Regions from separate parts of the Rattus norvegicus genome. Here region 1 is linked to region 2. Evidence: chromatin contacts called from public Hi-C data. All regions are on one chromosome and are shown on one strand. The core of a region is the stretch at or near the end of the contact, and the rest is flanking DNA. Distances in the headings are between cores, read along the strand shown.

The links. Hi-C and Micro-C count contacts between places; a contact is called where the count stands out from the background.
Region 1: a Hi-C map of liver shows a contact between it and region 2, with 1.5 times the contacts expected there. The contact joins the enhancer-like site here to the promoter of Ppargc1b in region 2. A contact is called at or near these places in 4 of 12 Hi-C or Micro-C datasets (hepatocytes, kidney, liver and 1 more).

What each region holds. Positions count from the first base shown.
Region 1 is chr18:57,181,692-57,186,069 of GRCr8, reverse strand. No RefSeq gene overlaps it. Among named protein-coding and RNA genes, the nearest start is that of Ppargc1b, 52 kb to the right of the region's middle. Within about 2 kb of position 2,224, at least 11 of the 93 cell types and tissues checked have an H3K27ac peak or open chromatin away from gene starts, as enhancers often do. A contact at or near this core is called in liver, where this site is marked.
Region 2 is chr18:57,129,260-57,133,439 of GRCr8, reverse strand. It overlaps Ppargc1b (PPARG coactivator 1 beta), which reads left to right and starts at 1,974. Exons shown (of 12, transcript NM_176075.3): 1 at 1,974-2,084. The coding sequence starts at 2,007.

The DNA.
Region 1 (4,378 bases), core at 975-3,474, 52 kb before region 2:
AGATCCTGCCGTTTTATATATATATATAATATATATAATAGTTTTAATGTATATAATATTATAATTATATATAATTACATAATTATATATATAATATTATATATATAATAGTTTATATATATATAATAGTTTTAATAATACTTATTTATCTCCTTTCCTTCCTGTTCTTAGAATAAAGAAGCACTGCAAATTATATAGAGGGAAAATATGAATGGCTATTACTATCCAGTCAAATATATACTTATCATAATGAGATAATTTCCAAAAGACAAGTGTCTTCAGTGAGCTTGGGCGCTCTTCCTTCACAGTCTCAGCCCTGTCTCTGAAGATGTGTGGTATCCACTTATCCACCCCCGAGTATCCCCGAGCCAGAGACCTTACTGAATCAGTCAAGTGTGGCTGATTTCTGCTCTCTCAGACAGGCAAGCATAAGAGACACCTAAAAGTGTTACCGCCGCGTCTGTTTGTTTCTTTTTATAACCCCAACAAATTAACAGTCGATCCGAAATTTATAATTGTTGTCTGAAGGATTATACTTGGAAATGCAATGTACTGATGATGATAATTTGTAGGGAAACTCATTTTATACGTAATACATTTTATGTCCCCAAGTTAATACCTTGTGACCTAGATAGAAAGGGATTGCACCCATTTTAATCCTCCTTTAACTTTGTACCCACCCCACTCTGTCTCTCCTACTGCAGCAGAATTTTCCCACGGGGTGTTCACACTGGCAGCAACCCTCCATTCTGTTCTGGGCACACACCCATCTCCCCCTGGCTAAAATCAGCTTCTGGTTGGAGAAATCAATGTCCCAGAGAGTTAGGACATGAAGGGGTGGTCTGGGGATCTTCTGGGAACGAGGGCCATCCATCTCCCTGCCAGAGATCCTTTGTCTCTTTTCTGAGAGAAGGAAACCCCCTTTTACTTATCATTAAAAACTTAGGTGAGGCTCTTCTGTAATCCCCGTATTTGAGGCAGGAGGGTCTTGAGGTTAAGGATATCCTGGGCTCAGAGTAAAATCATTTCTCAAAAAAATGAAAAAACAAAACAAACAGTGGCTGGAAAGATGCATCAGCCGATAAGAACGGTGACTGCTCTCTCAGATCCAAGTAGGGGATCACCTTCTTCTGACCTCCTTGGGCACACATTCACACACACCCCTTTAAAACAGCCTACAAGACTGGTAGTGGGCAGAGTTTACCATGCAAGCACCAGGATTGAGTTCAGATTCCTGGCACCCACCCCACAGTGCTAGGTGGGCATGGTGGTTACCTATTCTTCCTGTGCTTGGAAGGCAGAGGCAGTGGATCCTTTAAGCAAGCTGATAGATAGATAGATAGATAGATAGATAGATAGATAGATAGATAGATAGATAGATAGATAGACAGACAGACAGACAGGCTTGGGGATGTACACCATCAATCTCCTTTAATCAGAAAGCAGAGACAGGTGGATCTCTGTGTGTACAAGGCCAGCCAGTGTTAACTGGTGAGACCGTGTCTCAAAAAAATAAATAGACAAAGAAAAACTCCCAACAAAACAAAAGCAGTGAAATTGTAGACTTTCACGTTCCCTTAGATGCCCCACAGCACAAGTCCCCCGTTTTACCAGCAAGGGACCGAAGGTTGTATTGGATGACATTTCACAGGCCATGTTATTGTGAGTACCAGCTGGGACGGCCCTAATATTGCTGTGTCGGTGTGAGGGTGAGAATACACCCTTCTGGACCGAGCAGAACTTTGTCTGTGTAATGGAAATGATCATGTACAACGACCAAACCTTCATCAAGACATCATGCAGAGAAGAGTTAATGGACAGGCAAGTAATTTATAAAATATTAAAGAAGCCTGGCAGGTGAAGTAGGATCAGATATATAGTAAGAGGAAACATTATTGAATGGGTTAAACAGCACACACACACACACACACACACACACAAACACAGGCACACACACACTCACACACACATACACACACATACATACACACATACACACATACATACATATACACACACTCACACACATACACACATACACACATATACACACACTCAAACACACACACACATACACACACACACACACACCAACTCAACCATTTATTAAGCAGCTACTATGCGCCACTTTACACACTCTCCTGTGAGCCCTCCGCACCACCCCCCAGAGACCTTTCCCAATCTCTTGCTGGGGGCAGGGCATCTTGCCAGGAGTCACATGGCTGGTGTTGTATGGTGGAGCCAAGATTTGAGTCAGCACGGCAGGATCTCCTGCAGGCAGTGGAACGGGGCCTGGGTAGGCTGGGGAGAAGGTCAGGAGAATAAGAAGGTGAAAAGTAGGATAGGCATCCCCCTGTGGATCACCCAGGCCAAGACAAGGCCCCAAGGGCTCCAGAGAACTTCTCAGAAAAGAAGCAGGAACTGGAGACAATGGTTAAAGTTTTGTAAGAGTTTCTAACTCTGAATTGCTTCCCCATACTTGTTCTACTGCTCAAGCTTTGTGCCTATAGGAAGAAGGGGTGAGACCCACCCTTCTGGCTGCGAATATTTCTCAATGTCCCATTATGGTATCAGGCACGTCAAGGGCATGGAGCTAGGGTCCATCTCTTTACAGATGGAGGAGCGTCTTTGAGTCCTGCTCTGTGCCTACGGTGACTGGGTAAGAGAACACCAAATTACAAGAGAAACAGAAAGCTCATGGGTCTCCAAAGCCCTCAGAGAAAAAGGGGAACACAGGAAGGGATGTGAGCGTCGCTACACCCCAGAGCACTGGGTAGGCGGAAAAGGGAGATGACTTGGCCTTGTCTCTGCAGCAGGCTACCTCAGGGCTAAAACTGCCCTTGAACTGGCCTATGTCCTCCCTGGCCTTCCAGGCCCTCAAGTTTCTCTTCCTCCTCCCTCCTCCCTCCCCCTGCTCCACAAGGGCCCACCCGCATTCTTAGGAATCATAGACTAAAAATAAACATTTGCCACCAGACTAGGGCACAAGGGCGAACTGGTTCAACAGAGGTCTTGTGGACAGTGGGATGGGTTTGGTGCACGATGGGAGAGAGGGCCTCCCCCTCTGTCCCCTCCACTCCAAACTGGCAATGAAAACAATTCTTTCTTTAGTATGGCTCTTGGACAGCGAGACTTGCCCTCAGCTCTGTGACCTTCTATGGCTGGGACTATTTGGATCTCCAGTAATGTCACTGTGCCTGCTGGAGAGATAGAGCATGTGGCAAAAAATAGCTTCACCCCCTTGCAATATTCCTACCATAACTGGACACGGCAAGCCTTTATCAGCCCAAAGGCATTTTCCCCACTGGAGCAAAGGTACTTTTCTGGGAAGGCAGAACCCATGACTGTCCAGCCTAGAGAACACATAATGGGGGGCTCCCATTACAGAGAGCATGGCTGGAATCCTACAGAAGAGAGTCCAGCCTTAGGAACGGGAGGCAGGGTGAGAGGTGGGGGCCCACGTCAACTGGCGGCACACATCTGTCATCTAAGGAACCTTCCTGGGTCTTAGCTGTCCTCTACTCTCCTGCCTGTGTCGCTGACAGACATGAACCCTCTCCTGAGACTTTCATGATGGACACAGGGAATAGTATTCCTACTGAGTCATTGCCTATGCTTTGTCTACAAGAGTCCTGGGGCCCAAAGACCCTTCCTGGCCTTGTATTAGCTCCATATTTAGCCACAGAGAGACTGCGCCTCCAGGTCAGGGGGCCTGGGCTCCTAAATGCAGCACAAGATCTGCTAGTGTGGACACTGGGCTCATGACTCCACGTGACTGCACATGGCTAATCCTGCTGGACCCTACCAGCCCTAGAAGGTCACATTGGACATTCCTGTCCAGTTTACAGGTGAAGTGACACAGGACGGTTAAGCTGCCTGGTTGGACCCTCAGTGTGAGTGATAGTGTCAAGCCACTGGTTCATATCCGTTCTGCTCCAGGTGTGTGCACTGGGCCCCAACCAGAAGCATTCCAATTCAAATGGAAGGGAGAGGGATTCTATGTCAGCAGCAAAACCCTAAAGTGTTCGCCTGGAGAGCTGTCACTGTGCCCTGCCCACTGCCCTGTCCACAACATTGATGGTCACTGCCAAGCACATGAGCTTCGTTGACTTCTGAGGCTTTCCCCTCTCCTTCAAAATCCCTTCCCCTTGCTCTGGATGGCTGACTTCTGTCCACCTTGTAGGTCTCAGCTGAGCAGGATGTCTGCAGAGAAGCTGGCCCTGGCTAGGTTTGGTCTACAGATGCTGTTGAAATCCATGCAAGGGTTGTTTTGTGATTAGAGTCTGTGACTCTGACTGTAAAGTAAGTATGAACTCACCAGAGTACTCCTGCAATTTAGCCGGCCCAGCCAGCACATAGTAGGTGCTCAGTATGTGTG
Region 2 (4,180 bases), core at 725-3,224:
TAGGATTACAGCCTGCATCATCACGCCAGCAGACTCTTCTTTTAGGTAATAGTAGCACGCAGTTAAGTTGGCATTAGGATTCAGACCTGAATGGAGCACAATGTTTGTTTAAGTGTTGGAGGGAAGGTATTTTCTACTCCTACAAGGGTATTTTCTCCTCCAGGAGCTTAGCACTCCCCCTAAGGTCAGGCCCTGTGCCAAGCACTTTACATATTTTATCTCTTTATCTTCATAACCTCATTGTGAGTAAGTGATTTTACTATCGACATTTCTACAGATGTGAAAGTGAAGGCCTGAGACTGGGCGACTTGCTGGGGTTCAAAACCAGGCAGTCACATTACTGAGCTGCCCAGTGCTGGAACAAGAGCCAGTGTGGGCTGGACCAGAACCCAGGACTCCTCGGAGGCTAGCTGTACATTCTCTCTGTTGGCAGCACTGTTCCTTAAAAGCGTGCTGGCCTGAAGCCCAAAGAGTGAAATCACACCCTGCGGTTCTGGGAACCTCAGACTGGAGAAGAAGGAAGCTGCTTCTGTGAGGCTCAAGTCTGAGCAGGTGTGCTGGGACTGTTTCCTCTTCTTGCTGGAAGGAGCCTGCTCGCCCTGGCAGGGTGGGGCAGCCCTTGTCAGTACCCTGTGGGAGCAGGGCGGGAGGCAGGTGTGCCCAATAAACAGGTCTGAGTCTTCCTGCCTTCCAGCCTTTATTCAGCTCCAGTACACCCCCAACCTCCCGCCCTACCTACCCCCCAACCCCCGCCCCGTGCACACACCTAGATGCCTGCCTGGCAAGCAGGGAAGTGATGAGAGTTCAAGGTTGGAGTCAGAAGGCTTGCTTCCTGGCTCTGGTTCAGGCCTCTCCTGGTGTGCACTCCTGACCTTCAGCTCCCTCATGTGTGTAGTGGTGGTGGTAGTGGCGGGGAGGCAAAACCTTCCAGCCTTTTCAGTTAACACACTATTTATTAACCGCCTCCGGTAAGCTGGAGAAATAGCCAAAGCGAAGTTTAAGCCGGGTTTCATGCATCTTAGACTCTAGCAAGGACAGACTGACTCAGATCAAGTCTTCATTGAATCGAAGGTACTAGGGCGGCTGAAACACTTCTAAGGGAAGGGTAGCATAGGCTTGAGGTAGGAGAGCAACAAATGGCACTCACAAGGTTGGTGGGTAAGGATGCCCTAAAGATGCCATTCTTTGGAGAATAGCTGATTGGCATGGCAGCTCCTTTTCAGAAGGCTCACACTAAGAAAGCGGAGAAGACCAATGGGCCCTGGAGGCTGACAGAAGCTTAGCCAATTCTAGACACTGGGCTACAGTAAAAGACATGATTGAAAATTTTTTTCAACGGGGGTTATTGGCTGGGCCTGGGGGAGAGAGATGTTAGGCTTAATAGGAAATGGGGGGGTTGCTTCAAAGAAAACAGGAATGCCACCCTCTCTGAGAAGCCTTCTCTGATTTCTCCGCCGCCTTTGACCTGTGCGAGTCTCCCTCCCTCTCTGGCCTTGCAGTCTGGGTAGAGAGAGAACTTAGGCCTCCGAAGATATCTCTTTTGCTGTTGCGGAGTACTGCGGCTTCAAACGCGGTTCTAAGCCTCCTGGAGCCTCAGTTTCCCCAGCTGTGTAGAAGCAGGTTGTCTGGCAAGGGCCCGCCCAGCGCTAACGCAACGTGATTCGCTCTAGCAGTAAGGAGGGGGTGCCCGCATTGCTGCGCAGGCACCAGGCTGCTGGCCCGGGCACCGCCACCTGGCTGCCGGCGCTTTTTTTCCCTGCGGGGGGCTGCGAGACCTGGTCGCCGCGCCAGACTCTGAGCAGGAAAAGCGGGGGTGCGACCCCAGGCTCTCGCGGCCCCGCCCCCGCAGCCAGCCCGCCTGCCGCAGCCGGGGGCCCGAGCTCCGCCCTCCACCCGCCCGCCCGGCTGCCTCCTCCCTCCTCCTCGCTCGCTGGCTCGCTCGCTCGCTCCCTCCCCCGGGCGGGCTCGGCGCTGACTCCGCCGCACGCTGCAGCCGCGGCTGGAAGATGGCGGGGAACGACTGCGGCGCGCTGCTGGATGAAGAGCTCTCGTCCTTCTTCCTCAACTATCTCTCTGACACGCAGGTACTGCCAGCTGGGAACGCAGGCCAGGGACTAGGGTGCAGAGCCGCGGGGCTGCAGCCGCAGCTGCAGAGGAAGGAGTGCAGCGGTGGGCGCACCGGGGCGATCGGGGGGTTCAGGCTGCAGAGCCCCCCCTTCCACGTGCCTTGCCCTGCGCTCCGTTACAGTCGTAGCAAGCTGCAGGTCGCCGGCGCATGCTGTAGCATTGGGGGATACAGCTAGGGCCACCTAGAGTCTACTGTCCCCCACCGGCAAAGTTGAGGGGTACTACGATTCCTCTGGCAGGTAGAATCCAGCCAGGGTCGGGGGATCCCTAAAGGCTGGCTCTGGGTTTTGTAGGCGCGTCCTCGGCGCCCGGCACTTGCTGCCGTACTTTCACGTGCACTTGTGGCGGGGCTAAGGGAGATGATCGATAGCCCTGGAGTCCCCTCGTTCTCCAGCATCGGGTACCCCGTAGCCCCCCACCTGCTCTGGCAGCGCAGAGTTTCCTGTCAGTTGCTGGCTAGGGGGATAGGGGTCGGCGGGGCACGTGGACATGCGGGCGGAGATTGCGTCTTCCAGCTCTCACTATCCGGAGGAGACCCGCTAGGAAAGAGCAAGGCAGGATCCGGGCGGAAGGACTATCTCGGGGGTGCCTGGGTCCCCCTGCGGCGCGCGGCCCCGGCGCGCGCTCCACGATGCAGGGGGAAGGGAAGGTGAGGCGGCGTCCCGGGCTCTGGCTGAGACTGGGAGCCTCACCGGCTACAAGCGCATGACAGGAGTGTGCCCTGGTGTATGGGAGGGAGGACGAGGAAGCTGCGGTCTTGGAGACTAAAATGGGGGTTTGCTGCTGGGACAAGCAGTTGCGGGGAAATGTGTGCACGCGGCGTGGGGGCCCCCACCTCTTCCTCGGTTTCCCCCAGCCCATGCCTGTTGCAAGCCTAAAGTTTGGCTCCCGAGTTAGGGCTTTTACTCCTGGCTCCTGGCTGTGTGTCCCCGAGAGGCTGGGAATGCGACAGAGCCTGGGAGGAGACCCCGGATGAGGGGACACGCCTGGGTACGAAGAGGGGCTGCAAGGCGGAAACCCGCGGGACTCGCGGGGACCGGCTGAGTACCTGGTGTGGAAGCGTTTGTGCCGGCCCGTTTTGCATAACACTGGGAGGGAGGGGAAGGGGGGGCGGGAGGTGGGAGGAGAGAGGGAAACTTTGCTTCTGGTTAGAATCTACCAGTCTTTGGGCGGTAGCAGCTGTCATGGGACCGGGTGGGCGGGGAGAGGCTTGCAAGCTGACTCCTTGCAGTGAGACGCGACTTGGAATGGGGACGCCACGGCCGAGACGTTCTGCTCCGGGAAGACTCCTGGTAGCGACTTCAGGCTGGCGACTAGGACAGGCGTCGTGGCGGGGTGTCGCCGAGAGGAAGCCCGCCACGCGCGGGAGACGGCGGTCCGTAGCTCTATACAAACGCCGTGGCGTCCGGGAGCCGCGGGGCCGCGTGGTGTGTGGCTGGCGCGCTCGGGTGGGTTCATACATAGCAGAGGCCCAAGGGGCTGGTGGCGAGTGGTCGCGCTTCTTCAGGTCGGGAGGGGTTGTTAATGAGCATGAGCGGGCTGTGCGCGGGTGTGTGTGTGTGTGTGTGTGTGTGTGTGTGTGTGTGTCCCCTGAGCGTGTGCACACGCCGCGCGCGCCAGGCGCGTACCTTTACCTCTGACGAAACTGCAGTGGAGCTCCCAGCAGCGTCGCTGGGCACGGTCACACGCCCGGTGTTTGTGTCTGCCCACGGCGGGCCTTAGCCTCAGCACCCCGGGAGTGGACAGCGTGGAACCAGGACAGGAGGTGGTAGGGATATGGGGGTCCCGGACAAGACTTGCACCCCAGATCTTGATTGCTTGGAGTCGTGTCTGTATCTTTACACTTAAGAACCGAGTAGAACAGGCCCAAAAATAGCCAGTGAGACTCTTTCACCCATACCAAGGTTGTCCGCTCTGGATAGGACCCTCTTTAACTCTAGCTTTGGTGTTTGTCTCACCGCTAATTGTTTGCCCTTTTAGCCACCAGCCTATCCTACTCAGTAGGTAGTTTCCTTGCTTCACCCAAGAAAATTGGGTAATCAGTTGTCAGCAG